Linked DNA regions of Sus scrofa: region 1 is linked to region 2. A link is a contact called in public HiChIP or PLAC-seq data. All regions are on one chromosome and are shown on one strand. The core of a region is the stretch at or near the end of the contact, and the rest is flanking DNA. Distances in the headings are between cores, read along the strand shown.

Region 1 (2,892 bases), core at 320-2,819, 58 kb before region 2:
CCAGGGATCGAACCCACATCTTCATGGGTACTAGTTGGGTTGGTAACCGGCTGAGCCACAACGGGAACTCCCAAAATAAATTTTAAAATAAAATAACATTTTAAAAAAAGAATCATTGAAATACGCTTAAGTAGGCAACAATTTAGTTAACTCAAATTATGACATATCTAGTACTCAGGAAACATCAAAATTGTACTAATGTAATAACGAAATGTATGGAGTACCATGAAGGTGTCTAATAGGGAGAATGAAATTAGCCATGGGGGCCAGGAATACCTTTCTTCAGGAAGTAACTCCAAGCCCAGTGGAGAAGGAGGGTTGGAATCATCCAGTGTTGTTGGGGGTGGGGTCGGGAGGAAGAAGAGCTGTCCTGGTGGAGGGAATTGTTTGCGTGAAAACCCTGAAGTTCTAGGGTGCCTTCCACTTGGAGGTTCCCCTGACACACCTGTCTATGCTTGCAGGGCAACTGTACATGTCTGGATTACAGCGTCTTTCATACTGTGTGTTGAAGTCAGCCGGCAACGACTGGGAATGGATTAGGGGCAGAGACTGTATTTTAGCAATCTCTGTGACCCAGCAGAGGGCTCTGTGTGAATAGTGATTGAAAGAGTCTAGGGGGAAAATATCTTGGGCTCATGTGATGTGTGTAATGTTCTTAGAAGTTTGGGGTGCAGCTGCCCTGGTGACTGGAATGATGAATGACTGACTGGGAAGAATTCAGAGCCCCTCTTCCCCATCATGCTGGTAAAGGTACACCACGAGGGAAACTCCAAGGTGAGCCTTGAAATAAAAAGAAACTCTAGGAGTTCCTTCATTGCGCAGCGGAAACGAATCTTACTAGGAACCATGAGGTTGCAGGTTCCATCCCTGGCCTCGCTCAGTGGGTTAAGGATCCGGCTTTGCTGTGATCTGTGGTGTAGGTCGCAATCGCGGCTCGGATCCCGAGTTGCTGTGGCTGTGGCTGTGGCGGAGGCGGCGGCTACAGTTCCGATTGGACCCCTAGCCTGGGAACCTCCAAGTGCTGCAGGTGCGGCCCTCAAAAGACGAAAAGAAAATCTGTCGTAGAAAGACCAACCAAGAATTGCATCTATATCTATACTGCTGAAATCCGCTTCCAATTTCTCTTCACTTCTATTCGTTCCTATAGCTGCTTTCTCCTCTAATTTACTCCTTCTCCCTCAGTGTTTCTTGCAAAAATACAGATGGACGGGGTGTTGATTTTCTGGCTCCTTCCTGCGACCTTCCCTTCTTGAGTCCCTTCGTCTCAGTCCCAACCACTTTTGATGCACCCCGTCGTTTTCATAGGAGACTGCATCATGTGTGTGGGGTTGTGCTCCGGGGCTTCCAAGGAGGAGGGCGTGGGTGATCACTCCTGCGGGAGACTGCAGCATATACAGATAAATCATGGTTTGTACCAGAAAGCTGGTGATGCTCGGCTCAACACTCCCCGCTTTCCCAAATCCAGGGCAGCCCTCAGCCTCTAGGACCGCTCGAGTCCAGCGGGATCTAGGGGCGTGGCTACGTCCAGGGGGCCGCTGATCTGGATTGGCTCCAAGGGCCGAGATGGCCAATTAGGAGTGGGGGCGTTGTCTCGGAGGCGGAGTTTCAGCGGAGGGCTTATTTCTCTTGCCTCCCGCCTCTCCCTAGAGGTGGATACCCAGTAGTCCAGCGGCGTAGGAGCCACCTTCCTTCCTGGTGGCTGCAACCCCTCGATCTCCCGCCGAAGTCTCCAGGCCTGAGAGCCTGGCCGAACATGGCCTTGGCTACTGTGGCAGCAGCAAGACTGGGCCTCAGCCGGGCTCCTTCGCTCCTTCGGCGTGGCTACCAGACGGAGAGGGGTGTCTACGGCTACCGGCCGAGGAAGCGTGAGAGCCGGGAGCCCCAGGGCGGCCTGGCGCGTCCCTCAGGTGGGGGTTGGGGCCCGGGCGGTGGGCATGGGGGTTGAAGAGGCAGGGGGCTTTCTTGCCAGGCCTGCTGTGGGGTACTGCTGTGGGGGCGGGGCGTCCGGGGAGCCTCAGTGTGCGCGCGGCGAATTGGGAGAGAGGGGAGGCGAGAGGGCAGAGGGAGACAGACGTGCGTATTGTCAGTGTCTCCTCCCCGTCCGGAACGGTTTTGTGATCTCTAATCTTCTTTTCTTGGTCGTAAAATGTCTGGGAACTTAGCTCTTTGCCAAGGCGGGGCTTCGGGAAAAGAAAAGTTCTAAGATGTTCCAGCTCCTGGAATGTCCCCAAGGATACATTTCCAGGGCCCTCTCCAGGGCTGGTGTGAGCTGGGATGGGTGGGGATCACGACTGTACTGCTGGGGTGAAGAGAGCAGTTAGCTGGTACCAAGACCATAGTATATATTATCCGTTTGTCTCCTCTATCTGGCCTTTTTAATTTCAGTGTGGTTTTTTGTTTTTTTGTTTTTTTGTTTTTTTGATTTTTTTGGTTTTTGTTTTCCTCTTCCTTGGCATGTAGAAGTTTGGAAGTTCCTGGGCAGGGATCAGGCAGTGCCAGAGTGTAACAAGGCCAGATCTTTAACCTGTTGTGCCACAAGGGAACTCCCTGATTTCAGAGTTTAAAACTTTTAGTTGAACAGCAAGGTCCCACTGTATAGCACAGAGAACTATGTATATATGTGTATATGTGTATAACTGAGTCATTTGTGGAATAGCAGAAATTAACACGACATCATAAATCAACTACACTTCAATAAAATTTTAAAAGCGTGCTGAATTTGGAACCATGTTACTGGTGGTTTTAATGGATTAGGAGACATGAGTATCAGTTTTTGGAACCTCTGTTGGATTCTCATGTGTAAGAGACTAATTTTGAGTATTTGGATTATGCTCCAAAATGATTTGTTTGTTTGTTTTTTGTTTTGTCTTTTTGCTATTTCTTTGGGCCGCT
Region 2 (2,938 bases), core at 66-2,565:
AGGAATTACATGTTGCATTTATTCAACTCTTTATTGTCCAAGGTAAGGCCTAGTGGAAAAAGGGTTCAGAGGAGCCTGGCTAGAGTGTGGGCAAAGAGAAGTGTGTGTGTGCGCGCACGCCCGTGAGCACTTATGTATTTTGCTTCCTTCTTGGACATAGATCTGAATGTTAAAACGGATCATTGGATTTGGTGATTATAAGTGATTAAGTGACCTTTGAAGTTGCTTGTTTCATCAGGTGTTAGAGCAGAAGTTAGATCACAGGGGTTTGAAATTTGAGTAAGGAGGAGTTCCCATCACGGCGAAGTGGAAATGAATCCAACTAGGAACCATGAGGTTGTGGGTTCGATCCCTGGCCTAGCTCAGTGGGTTAAGGATGTGGCCTTGCGTGAGCTGTGGTATAAGTTGCAGACGCAGCTCAGATCTGGCTTTGCTCTGGCTGTGGCGTAGGCCAGCAGCTATAGCTCTGATTAGACATCTAGCCTGGGAACCTCCTTGTGCTACCGGTGTGGCTCCAAAAAGACAAAAAAGAAAGAAAAAAAAAAAGAAATAGGAATTAGGAGTTCCCATCAGGGCTCAGCGGTTAACAAACCTGACTAGCATCCATGAGGAGGCAGGTTCCATCCTTGGCCTCCCTCAGTGGGTTAAGGATCCAGCATTGCTGTGAGCTATGGAGAAGGTTGCAGACACAGCTTGGATCTGGTGTTTCCGTGGCTGTGGTGTAGGTGGCAGCTGTAGCTCTGATTTGACCTCCATATGCCTCGGGTGCGGCCCTAAAGATGCGGGAAAAAAAAAAAAAAAAAAAAAAGAATTAAAAATGTGAGGCCAGCAGATTTTTAAGGCTGTATTGCTTTCCTTTATACTATCCTGTCTGAGAGGGGACAAAAGGGATTAGTCCAGAGGGACAAAATTCTGATCTATTTCGGAGAAGCTAAAGAGTGTAGAGTGTAAGAGGGAGATAGTGGAGCGTTCAGAAGCTATTAATTTGGACAAAATGTCCCAAGTTTCTGAAAACTTCCTAGAGGTTCCAATAATTTGGAAGCAAAATAAAAAGTTTGTTTGGGTGACGCTGGTTCTAGGGGCTGCTGTTTCAGGCCTTGGGATCGAATCCGGCCTGCGTTCCTGGGGCTGCCGCTCTGGCTGGCAAAGAGATGACCCTTGCTGGACACTGAACTCGGAGACGTGCTCCCAGCATAAAGGCCTGGTTTGCTGTAGCCTCACAGAGCTTCCCTGCTCCAGGACCCCGCGTGAGCACGCCCTCGGGAGCGCCGGCGGTGGCCATGGCAACGCGGTGACGTCAGCGCACCAGCGGCCAACGGCCAGCGCCTCGTCGGGGGGCGGGGCAGGGCGCGTGTCACGTGGCTCGGGGCGGAGCCTGTGCCGGGCTGGCCGGAGCGCGTCGGGAGCTGGCGCCGAGGCCCCAGACGCGGGACCCGAGCTAAGGCCGCTCCGAGGCCGCTGGGCCCCGCCGGGCCACCGCAGCCGCCGCCATGGGCAGTGAGTAGCGGCGGCGAGGCTCCCGCCGGGGGCGCAGGCGCCGACGAACCGCGGGAGTGGGGTTGGCGCCCGCCCTGGCGTCGTCCGGCCCGCGGGCGGGGAGGCGCGGGCTGCGCCGGGCAGCTGCGGAGGGCGTGGGTTGGGGACCTCCGCCGAGGCGCCGCCAGTGCGAGGCCTCGCCAGGCCAGTTGCAGGGACCCGACCTGGAGGCCCAGGATCTAAGTTCAGTGGGTGGCGAGGAGCGGAGGACCGCGCGGGGAGGCCATTGGTTTCGGGGGCGGGGAGTTAGGCAACCGGGCGAAAACTGGACCACTGTTAATTTTTCAGGGGCTTTGGAAACTCATATTTTTATTCCCAAGTCACCCTTCCTTGGTATGTTAGTTGTGACGAGTGAAGCTCCCTGATTTGTTTCATTTTTTTTAAAAGCGATGCATGGCGTGTGTTGTAGGCGAGGAAAGGAGGTTGGTGGTATAGCATTTTCCTTAAATTTTGTATTTAAGTCATTCTGTAAGCATTTACTGAAAACTCAGCATAAGGGCATATAAGCTTTGGGGACAAGGCCTTGTATAATGGGGATCTTTTGAGGGCCGTCTCCCGAACGCAACACCACGTATCTTCGCAAATATTCTTACATAGCTGTTCGGGTGATTGTTGGATGAATGGATTACCGCAAACCCAAGCTGTGCACCCATTGGCCAGCCAACTAGGAGACATTTGGGGAAGCTAGGAAGGAAGTAGGGGCGACACTTGGGCTTGAATTTTCAGTATAAAGGGTTAAATTTTGCAACACAGGAGTAGACAAGTGGCAGACAAAAGCATTGCTTGAACCTGAACACTCCAACGCATGTGATCATAAGCCAAGAAACCTGGGAGGGCACGTGGTTGAAATGGGAACGAAAAGGGGTGACGGGGATTCCAGGACATTTCCTGATGGGATTGACGTTGGTTCTGCATTGGAGATGAACATTTTCCATAATTCACATTTACTTTCAAAGTCATCTGAAATGGTACGTGGCCGACACACACCTGCCCATGAGCATTTTCGGCATTCTTCTGCCAAACATCAGTGGCTGCCATCATTTTGGGAGGTTTTATAGCAAGAGCGTAGAGTCCCCTTTTGGCTAACTGCTGAGGTGTCACTCCGCACGTCAGGTGTAAAACAATTTCGTGATGTCAGTGAACAGAATCCCGTGTTTGTGAGGGAAGATGACCACCGCTAATAGCTCGTTGTGGCTTCTTGTGTTTCTGGACATGGCAGACACTGGCAAAGGCTGAGGAATTGTCATTTTCATCCTCCAGTTCTTTGGCAGGACTTGACTCAAGCCATGCCAGAAGAGAGTGCCTAGCCTTAAAGAACCTTCAGTGATCTTACTTTTATATATTACGAGTTGTCTGGGAAAACAGTACTTTCTAATGAAGTGTCATTGTCCTTACCTGGGCT

Evidence for each region. HiChIP or PLAC-seq counts read pairs in DNA pulled down with a chosen protein or histone mark.
Region 1: an H3K27ac HiChIP or PLAC-seq map of alveolar macrophages shows a contact between it and region 2. The contact joins the promoter of DHTKD1 here to the promoter of SEC61A2 in region 2. A contact is called at or near these places in 1 of 5 promoter capture datasets (liver), 4 of 47 Hi-C or Micro-C datasets (adipocytes, alveolar macrophages, heart right ventricle and 1 more) and 1 of 2 datasets of contacts at active chromatin or transcription factors (alveolar macrophages).

The regions. Positions count from the first base shown.
Region 1 is chr10:59,873,999-59,876,890 of Sscrofa11.1, reverse strand. DHTKD1 (probable 2-oxoglutarate dehydrogenase E1 component DHKTD1, mitochondrial) reads left to right here and starts at 1,569. Exons shown (of 16, transcript XM_021064993.1): 1 at 1,569-1,907. The coding sequence starts at 1,754.
Region 2 is chr10:59,815,416-59,818,353 of Sscrofa11.1, reverse strand. SEC61A2 (protein transport protein Sec61 subunit alpha) reads left to right here and starts at 1,315. Exons shown (of 12, transcript XM_003130808.6): 1 at 1,315-1,497. The coding sequence starts at 1,491.